2 separate regions of the Sus scrofa genome follow, and region 2 is linked to region 1. Evidence: chromatin contacts called from public HiChIP or PLAC-seq data. All regions are on one chromosome and are shown on one strand. The core of a region is the stretch at or near the end of the contact, and the rest is flanking DNA. Distances in the headings are between cores, read along the strand shown.

What was found. HiChIP or PLAC-seq counts read pairs in DNA pulled down with a chosen protein or histone mark.
Region 2: a contact with region 1 is called in an H3K27ac HiChIP or PLAC-seq map of skeletal muscle. The contact joins two enhancer-like sites. A contact is called at or near these places in 1 of 47 Hi-C or Micro-C datasets (skeletal muscle) and 1 of 2 datasets of contacts at active chromatin or transcription factors (skeletal muscle).

Annotation. Positions count from the first base shown.
Region 1 is chr13:126,893,385-126,896,084 of Sscrofa11.1, forward strand. All of the region lies in intron 5 of LOC106505765 (a long non-coding RNA gene), which reads right to left. Among named protein-coding and RNA genes, the nearest start is that of TP63, 220 kb to the right of the region's middle. Within about 2 kb of position 1,342, at least 15 of the 83 cell types and tissues checked have an H3K27ac peak or open chromatin away from gene starts, as enhancers often do. A contact at or near this core is called in skeletal muscle, where this site is marked.
Region 2 is chr13:127,130,496-127,133,231 of Sscrofa11.1, forward strand. All of the region lies in intron 2 of TP63 (tumor protein 63), which reads left to right. Among named protein-coding and RNA genes, the nearest start is that of TP63, 16 kb to the left of the region's middle. Within about 2 kb of position 1,281, at least 1 of the 83 cell types and tissues checked has an H3K27ac peak or open chromatin away from gene starts, as enhancers often do. A contact at or near this core is called in skeletal muscle, where this site is marked.

The sequences.
Region 1 (2,700 bases), core at 92-2,591:
CCTACACCACAGCCACAGCCACACCAGATCTGAGCTGTGTCTGCAACCTACACCACAGCTCACGGCAATGCCATATCCTTAACCTACTGAGCGAGGCCAAGGATCAAACCTGAGTCCTCATGGATAATAGTCAGATTTGTTTCTGCTGAGCCATGATGGGAACTCCTCTCTGTGCCTTTCTTGAGTGCAAAATGTAAGTATTATTTGTCTTTCATGCAAGACTGGGCATGGTAGGTGTACCAGAAGTAGGTACACTATTACCTGCCAGAATGGTAAGGGTTAAATGTGACCAAGAAGGGGCTGGGCATGAAGTAGTTACATTTTTCTTAAACAATTATCATTTAGTCATCTGTCTTCAGGTCAAGGGCTTCTCCACTCTGGGTTTTCCAGAAGAAGATTTATCTTGGATCCAGCTCTCTTCCTCCTCTCCTTCATAGGAAAGATACGCTGAGTTGAAGCAAGTTGTGCAAAAAGGGGTTGAAGTGATGAAATTCGATCATAAATAACAGAGACCAATGGGTCTTTCTTGTAACTCTCAAAAAGCTCAGGAATGGTCTGATGTATAACGATTCTTTTCTTAACAATAATCTGCTCCCATTGTTTTAAACAATACAACCACTGAGTCTTTGGAGTTCTGTGCTCTTTGCTGGGGAGATTCAGAGGTCTCTGGAGCCGAGACTTGCAAAGCTCATGCACTTTCTTCACTTCATGGATCCAAATATAGGCTCTGGTCATCTGTCCTCTGAATGTTCATACTCTGTCTTAAAGAGGTTAATGGATCTATCCAAGATCACTGAGCTACTTTTTTTTAAAATGAATTCTCACAGGTCACATGGAGCTAAAACAAAATTGCCAGGAACTATCATTTTAGAATTTGTATCATGATCAAATTTCTCCTTTCTCTTACAGAGATCAAAGAGAATATTTTTGAACTTCTGAAAAGCTGTAGAAGAAAGGGAGACTTTTATGAACCAAGGGGTTAAGATAATAATGATAATTTAAAAAGGGCATAGTTTCTAGTTTCCCTCTCACCTAAAGTCCTGTTGCATCAGGCTGTGTCCCTGCCCAGCCAGAGTATTAAATTCACTGCAAGCTGCTCAGAAAGCTGTATCTATTTCAAGGTCGCAGCCCAGGCTGTGCCTTTTTTTTTTTTTTTTTTTTTTTTTTTTTTTTTTTTTTTTTAATGAATTGTTGGGCGGGAGAGGGGTTCAGGAGGGTGGGGAGACAGAAGGTAGAAGAGAAGGGGGGTTATTTCAGGCCTTGCTTCTCTAAGCCTTCGACGTCTGAGCCCCAGGACAGACCTTCCTGTTGTGAAATACTGGACCAGTTGTTGCGGTCTGAAGATAAACAACATTCCAGTAGTTCCCCCAGAGGCTACCCGAGGCCTTGTGCTTTTTAACATTTCCCTGGCCCTACGATGATCCAGGAGCTGAAGCTTACTGCAGTGCTGCAGTACACACAGCAATTTTGTGGTCTCTGTGTTCTTACATTGGGCTATGGTAATGAGCCCAGGGTGAGATCTAAATGCCTCTGCCTGGTTGTTAAACCCCTGCAACACTAGCATCTTTTGTGTAGCTTTGGACACCCAAGCTGTGCTTATGAGAGGTTTGTAAGAATGGTTTTTTGCCCTGGTATGCGAGGTTTCTGTCTTCATTAAAGTTGGAGGCTGAACTAGGACTCCCAGGTTATGTGAGGGCAAGTTTGGAAACCAGATGCAAACCGTTAACAAAATCCACCTGGGTTCATCATGAAAGGGTTGGGCCCCAGGTTGCTGTACCCAACAGAACAGGCATTTCAACGAGTTTCTCATTAGTTCTTGGTTCCTATATAGGTAGGCGTGGCTTTAAAGGGCATAAAACCACAACAAATCAAAGAATAGCTCAGACTTGCCCTTGACTTTATGACTGAGAATTTGAGTAATGATTCATGGACTGTGAATGTCGGCCCTGGTCCCTGGCTCATCTCTACCTGCAAACACCATTGCAGCCAACAAATTTGAGAAACACATTCTCTCAGTTCTGGTCACTTTCTGCAGCTTATCAATGGCACTTACACCCATTGTTATAACTTCACCACAGTTGCCTATAGGGCATATACAAGGAGTATTACTAACCTAATTTTAATAACAAGAAACTGAGGCTCAGAGAAACGAAAACATTTCCAAAATCTTACACCTGCCACTATTGTATAAGTCAAATAATTTTAATTTCTGTTGCCATTCGGCATTATTTTACCTTTTGTGTGGGTATGAATATGTATAATCGCTAATTCAGTCAGTTTAAGATGGCTATAGCAGGCAAACATCTAAAGTGTCCCACAGTGATTTCTACCTCCTTTATACAAAAAGAAAAAAAACATTTTTTTGCTGTAGTAATGACTTTACTATTATGTTTTGGGTATGACACTGTGGGGTAGTGTGAACAAATATGCAGATTAAAAATTTGAATATGATATTTTCAATAAAAGGAAAGCCATCATAACATAACAGAGACATAAATAAAAAGAAAAATGGCTATTTTAATCATTAGCAAATAAACACAATATTAAGACATTCACCTTTAATAAAACTTAGCACCTGGCATGCCCAGTTTTTGAAACAATGACATAATAGTAACGAATTATAGGTAATGGAAAAAATAAATAACAATAACTGTGAAAGGTAACCAAAGGCAAGAAAATAAATACTAATACTGAAAAGAC
Region 2 (2,736 bases), core at 31-2,530, 240 kb after region 1:
CCTCATGGATACTAGTCAAGTTTACTACCCCTGAATCACAATGGAACTTACTTTTGTACATATTTATTTACAAGCATCTGCCCACCTACTAGACCTTCTCTACTCAAAGTGAAGTGCATAGGATAATACAGAATCTGGGGGCCTACATCAGTCCTATTAAATGAGAAATTGCATTTTAATGAAAACTCAAGGGAATTTGTGAACATTAAATTTGAGAAGCATTGCTCTAGCCTAGTAGCTCTCCAGGGATAATTCTGAGAACATAGCAGTACCCTATAATGTGATAGAAATGCAGATTCTCAGGTACACGAGCCCTATTCAATCAAAAAACCTGGCATTGTGGTCCAGAAATCTACATTTTAACACACTCTTTAGAGGCTTCTCTGATGCACACTTAACATTGAAACCTACTTTTCCAGCTTTTCAGGGGAGGGGCTGTCTTACTTATTTTGATATTCCTTGAGTGTATATAGTAGGTACCTCACAAATCCATAATAAATGAAGGAGTGAATGCATGTGTGAATAAAGCTTTTGCTTTCCTTTGCAAATAATGTGTTATATTTCTTTTCTGATATGCCATGTAACTATACCTCTCTAAAGGCATTTATATTACTTACTTAAATAACTAAGCTTTAGTTATTTCTGAATATATATCATGTCTAGCATTGAGTCCTGCACATAGTAGGTATTCAACAATTGTTTAATTCAGTTAGAAAGTTTTTGCTGTGTATTTTAATGTTTTGGTTCTCTTGCCCTCACTCCTTATTCACCTTTCCCTTACTCGATCCATTGTTTCACATCAAGTAAAGGACCAAACAGGAGATATTAAGCAGGCAGAAACATGACATTGGAATTCATACACATAAAACAGCAGAGATAAATCTTAGGGGAAAAAGTTTTAAAAAGCGAGAAAAGCAAATGAATCAGATTTGAGACTAGAGGTGGTGGCTGGCTACACCCACAATCCCCTGACAAAACAGCTTTGGTTGTCATTGTCAAGCCATGTGAGAATGTGTATGGTACAAACACTACTGGAAACCAGAGGCAGCTTGGGTTTGAAATATGCTTCTCTAGTCATGGGGAATGTCGTGATTTTCATTTCCCAAAGAATTCTGTTCAGATTCAACCAATGAGAACTCTGCAATGAAGTTGTCAGGCTGGAAAACTAATGCTACTCTTGGCAGCAACGGCCCATGAATCTTTTTCCTTGAACAGGGACAGACTATAAATAATAGCGTTTGTCTCGCACTTTGTCACTTCCAAGAACTCCAGAGGTCCTAACAAATGACACCGATGTTCTATGCCAACTTGCGGGTGGATAGTTTTTAATACCCAAGGAGGAGGGTCACTGTAACCAGATAGCAACCCGAGTGCTGATGTGGTTCTTCAGATTAAGATTTTAGGCCAACAGTGACTATTCTGTCATTCTGGACTTTCTCTTAGTCATGTCCTACAAATTAGGTCTTTACCAGGGCATTACATATTTCTAGCATTGTAAATATCTGTGCGAAAACAATGACTGGTTCATATGTCTAACTTGTGTGATGAACCATTGACCATAGTCATTAAATATGACCTGTCAGCTCATCCCAACGACCTCCCCCTTAGTGGGCCCAATTCAACAAGTCTTCTCCTTATGGCTTCTCTAGTCACACACCACAATCCAGGGCGCTGATGGAGAGGATCAGTTGATTGTGTTTGTCTAGAAAGCTATTTCAAACTCTACATGGTTGTTCTCAGGAAGCTTAGCATCCCTTTTGCCATTTTCCTAATTCTACAGGGTACAGTTGCTTCGTCATTGTGGATGCAGCCCTCCTAGGAAAGTAAAAGCCAAATGGGACATTGTCAAAAAACAAAAACAAAAACAACCCCCCAAAAAAAACCTCTTTCCTCCCCCTCCTTGTTTTCAGTTTCCAAGAATAGAAAATGTAGCAGTAAAAACATGAGTTTCAGAACAAGTGGACTAAAAAAAAAATGCATGTTTTAGATATATTATTTATTTAATTTGTAATGGAAATACTGCTTCTTTTAAAGAAATTAGTAATTAAGAAACCCTATGTGATCAACTGCATTTCATGAGAAGCTTACAGATTTTGCTTGGAAAGGTTAATAACCACTGCAAATTTTCTACAGTAATATTTCTTCAAAGGTATATTATTATATCTGCTACTCCATTGGGAGTACATAGTTTCTATAATTTTAAGCAAAATATATAGGATCGACTTTTGAGCAAAAATAAAACATATAGAGGAGGAGAAGAAAAGTCTTTCAATGACAGTGTATGCTCAGGGGTCATGGCCCCTTATTTAATTGTAACCTGACCCCCACTTCCCATATTTCTAATCCGCAGTTCCTTACTACACAATTTTGTCCATATAATAAACATCATCTTCTAATATACTACTTTATGTACTTATGTTTCCTCACAAGGGAAGGTAAACTCCATGAGAGCAGGAGATTTGTCTTCTTTGTGCCCTGATTTATCTCAAATGCCTAGAACAGAGCCTGGCATGCAGGATGCCCAGTTAATAACTTGTTGATTGAGTGAATTATGAAGAAACAGTTAATAAAAAATCCTTAATCACTGTTGGTTTTCCTGATGAATGAGATATAATTTATTTTTATTTTTTATAATTATTTTTTTTCCATTATAACTGGTTTACAGTGTTCTGTCAATTTTCTGCTACACAGCAAGGTGACTCAGTCACACATACATGTATATATTCTTTTTTCATA